2 separate regions of the Arachis hypogaea genome follow, and region 2 is linked to region 1. A link is a contact called in public Hi-C data. All regions are on one chromosome and are shown on one strand. The core of a region is the stretch at or near the end of the contact, and the rest is flanking DNA. Distances in the headings are between cores, read along the strand shown.

Region 1 (5,422 bases), core at 1,338-3,837:
CTTGCTTGGTGATACTACAACTTCGACACCAGGAGGAGCAACAACTTTCACATTGTAAACAGCATCAACCGAACGCCCCACGTTAGTAACAACCCGTTTGTACTTAACCTCGCCATGATCCGCACCAAACTCAACCGCGAAAGACGGGTAATTCAGATCACCGGGACTAGTTAACTTACCAGTCCTAGCTACTTTAGTTTCACAAATGTCTGAACTAGGAGCCTCCCTAACAAAAACAGCAATATCCCTATTGTCATACCCAATTGAGCATAGGAATGCAACGTAGTCATCAATGTCCAAATCATAAACCAAACCAGGATTGAGTGCCCTGTTTGGATCAACATGTCCAGCACCATGAATGAAAGGGTTGGACTCTCCACCAGTTCCAAGATCCTTAATTTTACCCCCCGAGTTATCGACATTATAAGCGGTTGTCATCAAAGCAGATTTTATAGCAGCAGGTGTAAAAGATGGATATGCCTTCCTAAGCAATGCAGCAATGCCACTAGCATGGGGGCAAGACATAGAAGTACCCGAAATAATGTTGAATTCGACTCGTCTAGGATCAATTTCTAAATCAGTAGGTCCTATCTTCCCAGTCCACCCTGCCAAAATGTTAACACCAGGGGCTATAACATCCGGCTTAAGAATCTCCGGCGTGAGATGGTTCGGTCCGCGGCTAGAAAATGAAGCAACTTGTGGAGCAGAAGGTGAAGAACCAATCACAGTGCCTCTGAACTCTATTGTTGCAGTTGGAGATTGGCTTGTTTTTATGTATTGCTTGATCTTGTCTCCGGCGGTTTGACCCACCATGGTTGCCGGAAGAAGATGTGCATCCGCGAGAAGCTCCTCACCATTCTCTTCAGTGTTGGCTAATATCATTCCCAACCCACCAGCAAGCTTCACCGCACTACCTTTCTCAACTCTAGCATTCACTCCCCTGTCACAAACAACTATTTTTCCTTGAACCTTGGAAGGTTCTAGAGACCCAATGTAGCACAGCCTGTTTCCACAATCCGAGGCATAAACCAAAGGAAGCTTAAAATCAGGCAACTCTTGGCCGTAGTACAAAGAAACCCCTCCAAAAACACTCCCATCTCCAAGAACCACGTCAGCAGGAAACTCCCTGTCAACCGTAGAAGCGCCAACGGTCAAAATCCAGGGAGCAATGTTCACGGCAGTGAACGGACCGGGACCGGAATTGCCGGCAGAACAAGAAACAAGAACGCCGTGCTGCGCTGCACCGAAAGCACCAACGGCGATGGAATCATGAGAGTACGGTGGCGCATAACCGTTTGCACCAACAGAGAGGGAAATTACATGGACTCCATCAGCAACAGCTTGATCCATGGCAGCAAGAATATCAGAATCAAAACACCCCATTGACCAGCAGATCTTGTATGCTGCAATTCTAGCCTTTGTAGCCATACCTCTGGCTTCGCCCTGTGCATAGTGGAACAAGCTCGCATTAGAAACGACGGAACCAGCGGCGGTTGAAGCAGTGTGCGTTCCATGGCCTTCAGTGTCCCTAGTAACAGAGCAAGGATATATTATATAACATAAGAATAGATTTGTCGTAATTAAAATTCAAATAGTAACTATGTTACGTTATTGTTAGCTTTTGATTTAATTTTTATCACCTAGCAGACTTGGATTCTGTGGATTCATCGATGGGCTTCTCGCGGAAAGCCTCGTAGCCTTTGTAGAAGGCTCTGGCGCCTATGATCTTCTTGTTGCATGAGGAAGCGGGAAAGTCGGAACCAGTTTCGCACACGCCTTTCCAGGAGGAAGGGACGGCGGAGAGGCCGTCGTCGGAGAAGCTTCGGAGCTCCGGCCAGATCCCCGTGTCGAGGACTCCGATGATGACGTCGTCAGCGTAGTCGGAATCTGGCCATATCCCGAAGGATTCGGCGAGGCCAAGGAAGCGAGGGGTGTGGGTGGTGTGGGGGTGGCGGATTTGGTCCGGCACGACGGAGAGGATGGCTGGGTTGCGCTGGAGGGCGGCGGCCTGCGCGGCGGTTAGGCGAACGGAGAAGCCATGGAGGGCGTAGTTGTAGGTGTATAGGAGGGTTGTGTGGTCAACGGAAGAAGGGAGGGAACGGAGGATAGAGTGGTACCAGTGGTGGGGAGAGGCGAAGTGGGATGGCTTCTGTGATTTTGACACGTGGATGATGTAGGTGTGTGGAGCGTCGGATGATGATGCGTCAGAAGTGGAGGATGAAAAAGAAGCTAGGAGACAGAAGAGGAAGAGAAGAGAAGAGAAACAAGAGGAGAAAGAACGAGTAAAAGCCATTATTGTGTTTTCTTGTACCCGGAGAAATGGGAGGAACTGAAGTGAGCAATATTAGGTGGCGTCGATTGGGCGTTGGGTTTAGTAGCTTAGCCAGTGAGGGGTAGGCAGCTGTTGGTGTGATGAAGAAAGATGAAGAATGTATCTGACCTACAAATGGGGGAAGGTGTATGGTAGTTTAGAGATATTTGCAGCATGTGATTAGGAGGATATGTTATTAAATGGTAGTGTGGGGCCCATGTGTGGAGACGGGGATGCTATGGGTTTAAACCAAGTTCTGAAATCAGACTCATGATTCAACCATTCTAATTATCGATTTACTGATTTATTAGCCTAATTAGTTTAACTGTAATTTAATTAAAATAATTATTTTATAAAATAAAATATAAATAAATTCGTTAAATTTTATAGTTTAATTTAAACCTTAAAATGTCATTTATATTTAAATTTATAATTCATAAAATATATTAATAACTTTTGTTCATATTAATTATTAATAATTTATCATTTATTATATCATATTTAGGGTTGGATGCATTCCATATATAATACATATTTTATAAAAATTAAGTATATATTGAAAAAAGTAAGAGTTAAACTTACAATTTTTTTTATGTAATGACTTGCAATGAGTGAGTAATTACTAAATTAGTTAGTTAATTTAGTAATTTAGAGTATTAATTTTTTATTTTTTATTTTATTAATATGTATAAAATTTAGAATGACTGAATTTTATATTTTCTTGGAAAAATTTAATATTTTTACAGGTAAGGTAGAATTTAGAACTATAGAGTACGGGTAGGATTAGGGTTGACAGATTCTCAACCCCTCGGATAAAGTAAGGTAGAATTTTAATGAAATTTTTAACCCATGGGTAGCATTAAGGTAGGGTCCAAACCCTATCCTACCTTACCCATTGCCAACCCCAATCACATTATTAAACTCATCAACACCGTAACAATTTATGAATAAATTTTATAAGGTTGTCAACACAAAAGTTAATGAAGATAAACTGATCATAATAAACAGTAAAAGCTCATGCTTCATTGTACAAATTTCATTAAAGCTCATGGAATATCTTCATTGTGCAAATCTCATGAAAAATTAACAAATTTTGCCAACTAACTATACACCATAGTAGTTTTTGCAAAGTTTTCCAATAGCACATTACAAAAAGCACAGTAGTGAAGAAAACAGAGTACTAACAGTGACTAGAAAAAGATGAACATAGCAGCTGTGAGCAGAGCTAATCAATAATTATTTAAAGTGGCTTCTGAACAACAAAAAAAACAAAGAACGAGCACTAGCAGTGAACAGAGAAGAACGAGCATAGCAACAATGAGCAAAGTTAATAAATAATCATTTAAAGTGGTTTTTGAAAAAAAATGAAGAACGAGCACTAGCAGTGAACACAAAAGAACGAGCATAGAGACGACAATGAACAGAGCTAATCAATAATCATTCAAACTAGTTTCTGAACAAAAAATTAAAAAGAACAAACAACGACCACAGCAACAATGAGCAAAGTTAATCAATAATCAATAATCATTCAAAGTGGTTTCTGAACAAAACAAATGAAGAACCAGGCAATCAGGAGATCTGAGCAAAGTATGAGGGAAAGCGGTTGAGCACGACGGAAGATGGCAACCAGGCGACGAGTACGATGACGGAGGCGGGCGAAGGACGACTGAGTAGGATAAAGGGTTGGAGCACGCTAAGCTCGAGGAAGAAGCTGCAATTGGTAAATGAGGAGAAGGGTTGGAGCACGATGACCGGATGACAACGAAAGATCCTGAGCACGACGGATGGTGGCAGTGAGAGTAACTGCTGTGGCGGTGGTGGAGGCTAGACGGCTAAGGTTTCTTTTGAGTTTTGAGGGAATTTTGTGCAAAGGAGAAATGGAGAAGGGTGTTGGGCGTGTTCCTCAGCCCCTGTTTTGGCTCTTCGTTTCCTAGCAAACCCAAAACTATGTTGTTTCACAAAAAATAGCCAGGTTTCGGTTCAATCTGACCGGTCGGTTCTTGACCGATTCAACGGTTTTGAAACGGTTTTTAAAATAGTTAGTTAAGAATTACATATACATATCACTAATATTTATATATTTGGGTAGCTAGTTAAGAATAAATCAATGCTAATTATTTATGCGAATAATAATCGACTCAAAGGAAGCTTATTGTTTGGCCAAATAATAAACATTGAACCTTATATTTATTTTCTATTTAGTTGTGCAACAATTAATTAGCCCAAAGGAAGGTTAGTGTTTGGCCAATTAATAAAAAATATATGTGGTAAGAAATAGACATAATTCTCAAGTTTTTATGTGAACAATGAGTTGATCCAAAGATAGGTTTATTGTTTGACAGAATTTTGTAGAGAATATTTGGTAAGTCGCACTAAATAAATTTATGTTGCTTAGTTTATGTGAGTACAGATTGTCCCAAAAGAAGTTCTGTATTGGCTAAATTACATGCTTATTTTTAGTAATAAATATGTGATACTTATTTGGTTTCATATGAATAATAAGTTTGTCCAAAAATAGGCTTATTGTTTGGCAAGATTTATTATCAATATTTAATTACTGTATTAAAATACTACTTACAAATTAATGTTTTTGTTCAAAGACTAAATATTAATATTGTGCTAGGTATTTGTGAAGGACCCACCATTATATGAATTTTATTCGTAAGATATGTAACTTTTGTGAATATATTATTTAGCTTTAAAGTTATATCCGTCAATGTTAGTCTATTTTTAAATATTTTTTTTGGAAATTAAAAAAAAAGTAAAGACTTTCTGTAATGAGTAACTTATATTTTATCAAATTATTCTTTCATATGGCCTTTTGAGATAAATGTGATTGATGGATTATATCAGTTTAGCAGGAGTACGTATATTTTCACTATTCTTGTATGTCAGCGGCATGTAGAATTGTAAATAAGGTTATATACTCAACTCTAAAGACAAGTACAGTCTCATTAGGTGCCTCAAGAAAGTTATAAAGGTCAAAAGTGCATAAAGTTTATTATGCTTCAACAGTAGTCTAATGGATAATAAATACACTTACAGTTATTGTATACTTTATTGGTATCTTTGGCAGATATTTGAATCAGTTAACAATAGATCACTAAATAG
Region 2 (5,422 bases), core at 1,582-4,081, 430 kb after region 1:
TAATGTAATGTGATTAGAATGAAAGTGTAAAATTATTAAAAAAAAATATATAAGTAATGTGTTTAAGTAACGAAAGTAAAATTATATTATTTAGAATAAAAGTGTACAAGTTATTTATTCTTTCTATAACCTTCAAGGACTAACATTGTTGGTGTCATAACAAGGGTGAAGGAACTATTCAAATGACACAACAATTTGTTTTTTGGATTTAATACTTTTTTGCCTAAGGAAATGAGATAAAAATAATAATTGATGAAAAAGAAGTTCCTATGAAAAAAATAGGTGAATTTGAAGAAGAAATTAGTTTTGTGAACAAGATAAAGGTGAATATGGTTTAAGTTTATGACTTATTTTATTTATTTATTTTTGGTTGGGGTGAGGTTTTTTCACAAAAATGATTCCAAAATGATGAGCGTGTTCACTTTCGAAGTGACATCGTTTTGTGGGTGGATGTTTTTCAATTTTTAGCCTTCTTTCACTTTGATAGCTTAACAAACATATACACAACGTTACATCCACATTAGTTATTTCTCACGGCAAGAATTCCAGCAGATAATTGCATTCTTTAAGTCGGATAGCGTCGATTTTTGACCACCGCAAAATTATTATCGGCGGTTCTCAAACCGCTTTAAGATATCCGTCACTATTTACCAAAAATATTGTAGCGTCCGTTTTATTTTAAAAGGGCAAATAGATAGAAGAAGTTATTTGTCTTTTGTCTGTGAAAATAATATTTTTTTATTTAAATTTTGTGAAAAATTTTATTTAAAAATTTTAAATTAGTGATATATCTCCACCTCCAAATTGTTAATGTTAGCCTTTTAGTTAGTATTGATATCAAGCATACATAAATTTTTCTCTTTTATTTTGAGATAATACTCAATTTAGTCTCTGAATTTGCATGCGAGCCTCAATTTAGTTTCTAAAATTTCAATTACCTTTATTTAGTCATCAAATTTTACGAACATGACTCATGTTAGTCTTGAAACAATTTTTAACGTACAAATGTTTGTAAGATATGCCATTTTAATTTTGACACTCAAATAATCTAAAAACAATATCGCAAGTGGTGTTTATTAAAACTTTACCTAACAAAACAAGTGATACGATGCTGTTTCTAGACTATTTAAATACCAAAACTAAAATTGCATCATTTTACTAATTTTAACGTGATATTTGACCGTCCATATAAAAACTTAATATAAGATACATTTATAAAATTTAAAAACTAGATAAAAACAATTAAAATCTCAAAAACTAAATCAAAACTACGTACAAATTTAAAAACCAAATTGAGTACCCATTTTATTTTTCACGTTTCTAATAGTTTTAATATTTTATCTGCATCTCTAATCTAAAATTTTTTATTTTTAATTTTGGCATTCAACAAATCGCAAAGACTTGATGCGATTTATGATTTACAAAATGAGCACCGACTCAGCAATTTAAGTACATAAATAGATAAAGAGATTCTAATACTCTTTCTAATTTCTAGTGTTTGATGAGATTTATATATTTTCTAAAATAGATAAATCAATACTCTTTCTAATTTTTTAGTTTTTGTTGTCATTTACTGATTTACCTATATAAAAAAAATTATAAAATTATTTTTTCAGTTTAATTGCGTAAAAACCCTCCTACTTAAAAGGTAAATGAAATACAAAATGAGTACGGAAAGGGATGAAATTTTTTCGATTTTTTCTAATTGAAGATGTAAAGTGTAATTTTAATTTTTTAATATTTTTTAATTTGTTATATGTTTGTTAAAATTAGTTATTAAAATTAGTTATTAATATAAAATATATATTAAAATATAAATATATTAAAAATAAATTAAACTATATATATATTTATACACAAATATATTAATGACTTATTTTAGTAGTTAATTTTGATGTATGAATAATATTTTTTCTTTTATATTTTTTTTGTTTTACCTATAAAATGTATAGTAAAAAATCATACTTTATCTTCTCAAGTAGAAAAAAAATAATGGACTTAAATATTCAACTTTTTTTTAATTAAAAGTGTAAAGCGTGATTTTTAATATTTTAATATATTTTAATATTTTTTTGTCTCATCTATGAAATGTATAATGAAAGATCACATTTTACCTCTTCAAATAAAAATAAATTAAGAAGATCTAATCTAGCCACTTTAATTTTGGATAAGTGTTTATGGTTTAATTTTTTCATGAATTGAATTCAAACTATACTAAATTAAACCAAATTATTTTTCACATAACAAATTAAATTTAAACTAATTTATAATGTAGTTCATCAATTTAATTGAGTTCACAAAAATAAAATCAATTTTAATTTTAAAAACAAATTTAAATTAATTTATATGCTAAAATTAATTTTTATTTAATTATTATTCTTTGAAATACTAAAATTTCTCGTTACCTCTTCTATTTTTTTTTTTTTCTAAAAGAGAATTATCCAGAAACATGGAAATTGGAAGGTTTTTTTTCCCAACAAATTGGTTTTCGATAACTTTATGAGCAGCGGCACTCAAATGAACTATTTGTAATTTTTATTTTTTAGGAAAATAATACATGCAAAATAACGCATTTAGGAAAATAACGTATGTTTTTAAAGGAGAAATATTATTTGTATACTAAAATTAGTTATTAAAATCAGTTAACAATGTATTTATGTATATATATATGTGGTTTAATTTATTTTCAATGTGTATTTATATTTTAATATGTATTTTATATTAATAGCTCATTTTAGTGACTGATTTGGGTGTACACGTAACATAACTCCTAGTAAAATTAATCTAATATCAACTAAAAAATATAAATTCTTACTAGACATTGAAATACTAAATTTATAATATCCACAATATATTTCATTAGGACACGAGTAAACTAAGAAGAAACGTGTACACAAAGTGTTTACAAAGTTGCAAGTCCACTTTAGGGTTAGGTTCTTGAACACCGCGTTTTTAACTTGGAAACCTGCACATGTTTTTGACTCGCAATTCATTCAATTTTGAAGTCAAGAGTACCAATATTGATGACGATTAGAGTAGTAAAAAGGATCCCATTAGTGTTCCACGGAAACAAATGACAAATCAGAGCCAATAAAACAGACCACATAGCTGTAGGTTTACAAATACAAATCACAAATTTTTCTAATTTTTCTGGCAATTATTTAAAAACGTGTGAGATGGACGGTGTAGTGAGATTCATGTTTTTGCCACTTTTGTTTTTTTTCTTGTTATTTGATATTTTGTTTAATTTAAATTTCCTTCGCTCTTCCCTATATAAAAGAAATAAGAGCCAGCTCATTCCATTCCAACCAACAGGCCACTAACATCTTCCACAGTGATCCCACTTTTCCATAGCAGAGAGAGAAGAGAAACAGTGAACAGTGAAATTAAAAGAGAAAGAGAGAGAATCAACAACATCAACTGAAGCCATGGCCTTTGCGAATGAAATCATGGCTTCTTCATCAAGAGTCCTTCTACGTAACAGTTTAAAACAGAATCAATCGCCATTCTTGGTAAGCCCTGTGTTGGTGAGGTTGAGGAAAGCTGTAAAGTTTCCTGTGGCAGCTTTAAGTGAAGATTTGCTGAGGGACCCTTCCTCTTCCTCCTCTTCCTCCTCTTCTTCTTCTTCATCTTCCACTTCGTCTTCTTCTACTACGTCTGTGCCTGTTCCTGTTTCTGTGGTACCCTCTGAGAAACCGGTGAAATTCAGAGTTAGAGCTGTGGTGACTGTGAGAAACAAGATCAAAGAAGGTTTTAAAGAGACTCTTGTGAAGCATTTTGATGCTCTTACTGACAATATTGGACAGAATATTGTTCTGGAACTTATTAGCACTGAGATTGATCCAAGTAAGACCTTGTTAATTATAACTTTTAAGAATCTGTATTTCCTCTTTTATTTTTTTTCTCAAAAATAGAAAGTCAACTCTTTCTTATCTTTTGAGAAATATTCCCTAGTTCCCGGAATGTTTTTGCATTCTTGAAAATATTTTGCAAACTACACGAGTCTGTTATTGATTTTGGTGTGTTGCAGAAACGAAGGCGGCGAAGAAAAGCAACGAAGCAGTGCTGAAAGATTGGTCGAAGAAGATCAATGTTAAAGCAGAGAGAGTTAATTACACAGCGGAGTACATGGTTGACTCTAATTTCGGAGAGCCAGGAGCAATAACTGTGTCGAATAAACATCAACAAGAGTTCTTCTTGGAATGCATAACAATTGAAGGGTTTGCCACTGGACCTGTTCATTTCCCTTGCAATTCATGGGTACAAGCACGAAAAGATCATCCTGGAAAAAGGATATTCTTTTCCAACAAGGTAATCTCTCGTCAACTTTCCAAAATTTATGACAACAATAGTATGCCTTAATTACTATGCAGCCAAGAAATTTTTAATTAAGGAGTTCCATATGCTTCCCATTAAGGTTCAAATTATTAGCATTTTTAATATACTTTTTAATATATTTAGAATAAAATAGCGACTAAAAAATTTATATATGGAATGGGATGAGAAATATATCTTAATATTGTAATCTGTTGTGTTTTTGAAAATTATGGGAGATACACAAATTGAGCTATCCGACTTATGTTTAAAAAATTAAAAAAATTTAGAGTACACAAGTTGGAGGCTTTCGATTTGTGTTTAAAATATTAAAAAAATTTGGAATACACAAATCGGATGTACTCCAAATTTTTTTAATTTTTTAAACACAAATCGAAGGGTCCTGTACCCAAAAATCCGACGGTCCGATTTTTGTTCCTAACACTACAGCTGCGTAAAACACTCATACACTCTATAATTACGTCCTACACTACTTTTCTTTTATATATAAATTAAAAAGTGAAAAATAGTAAAGAATGAACATTTTTATCTGATATTATTCTATTTTGATTTACAATTTTCTATGAAATAATGAATTTTTGAATATTAGTTATATAAGCAAGTAGTTTAGTTGAATAGTTAATATACTTTTATTATTTTTATTATTTTAATTTTTGTTTCCTGTAGCAGTCCTGTCTAGAAAGAATATTGAATAGTAAACGGCAAAGAAAGAATACTGAACAGATAGCCAATTAGGCCATGACCTTTTTTATCATCTCTTCATTTGGTGTATGAATATTTATTATTGGATTTAGATTATACACTCAAAAAAGTTTTATAAAATTAAAATTATTATGTAGTTATTAAAATAAAAATTTTAAATTTTATTAAGAGAAAATTTGACATTAGTCTTAATTAATAAATCCTTTATTGCTTTATATTTTTAAATATTCTTTTTTGCCGGTTCAAGTATGGCCAAATTATTATTATTATTATTATTATTATTATTATTATTATTTACACTTGAAACAATATTATGTTTAAGGATTTTTCTAACCAATATCGTTATCTATGTTAAAAAATATTTTAATTTTTATAATTCTTTTTT

The links. Hi-C and Micro-C count contacts between places; a contact is called where the count stands out from the background.
Region 2: a Hi-C map of an unstated tissue shows a contact between it and region 1, with 4 times the contacts expected there. The contact joins the promoter of LOC112777604 here to the promoter of LOC112779594 in region 1. A contact is called at or near these places in 3 of 8 Hi-C or Micro-C datasets (leaf and an unstated tissue).

What each region holds. Positions count from the first base shown.
Region 1 is chr19:20,114,265-20,119,686 of arahy.Tifrunner.gnm2.J5K5, forward strand. LOC112779594 (subtilisin-like protease SBT1.4) reads right to left here and starts at 2,588. Exons shown (of 2, transcript XM_025823910.3): 1 at 1,641-2,588; 2 at 1-1,528. The coding sequence starts at 2,293.
Region 2 is chr19:20,545,772-20,551,193 of arahy.Tifrunner.gnm2.J5K5, forward strand. LOC112777604 (linoleate 13S-lipoxygenase 3-1, chloroplastic) reads left to right here and starts at 2,832. Exons shown (of 8, transcript XM_025821987.3): 1 at 2,832-3,846; 2 at 4,031-4,311. The coding sequence starts at 3,429.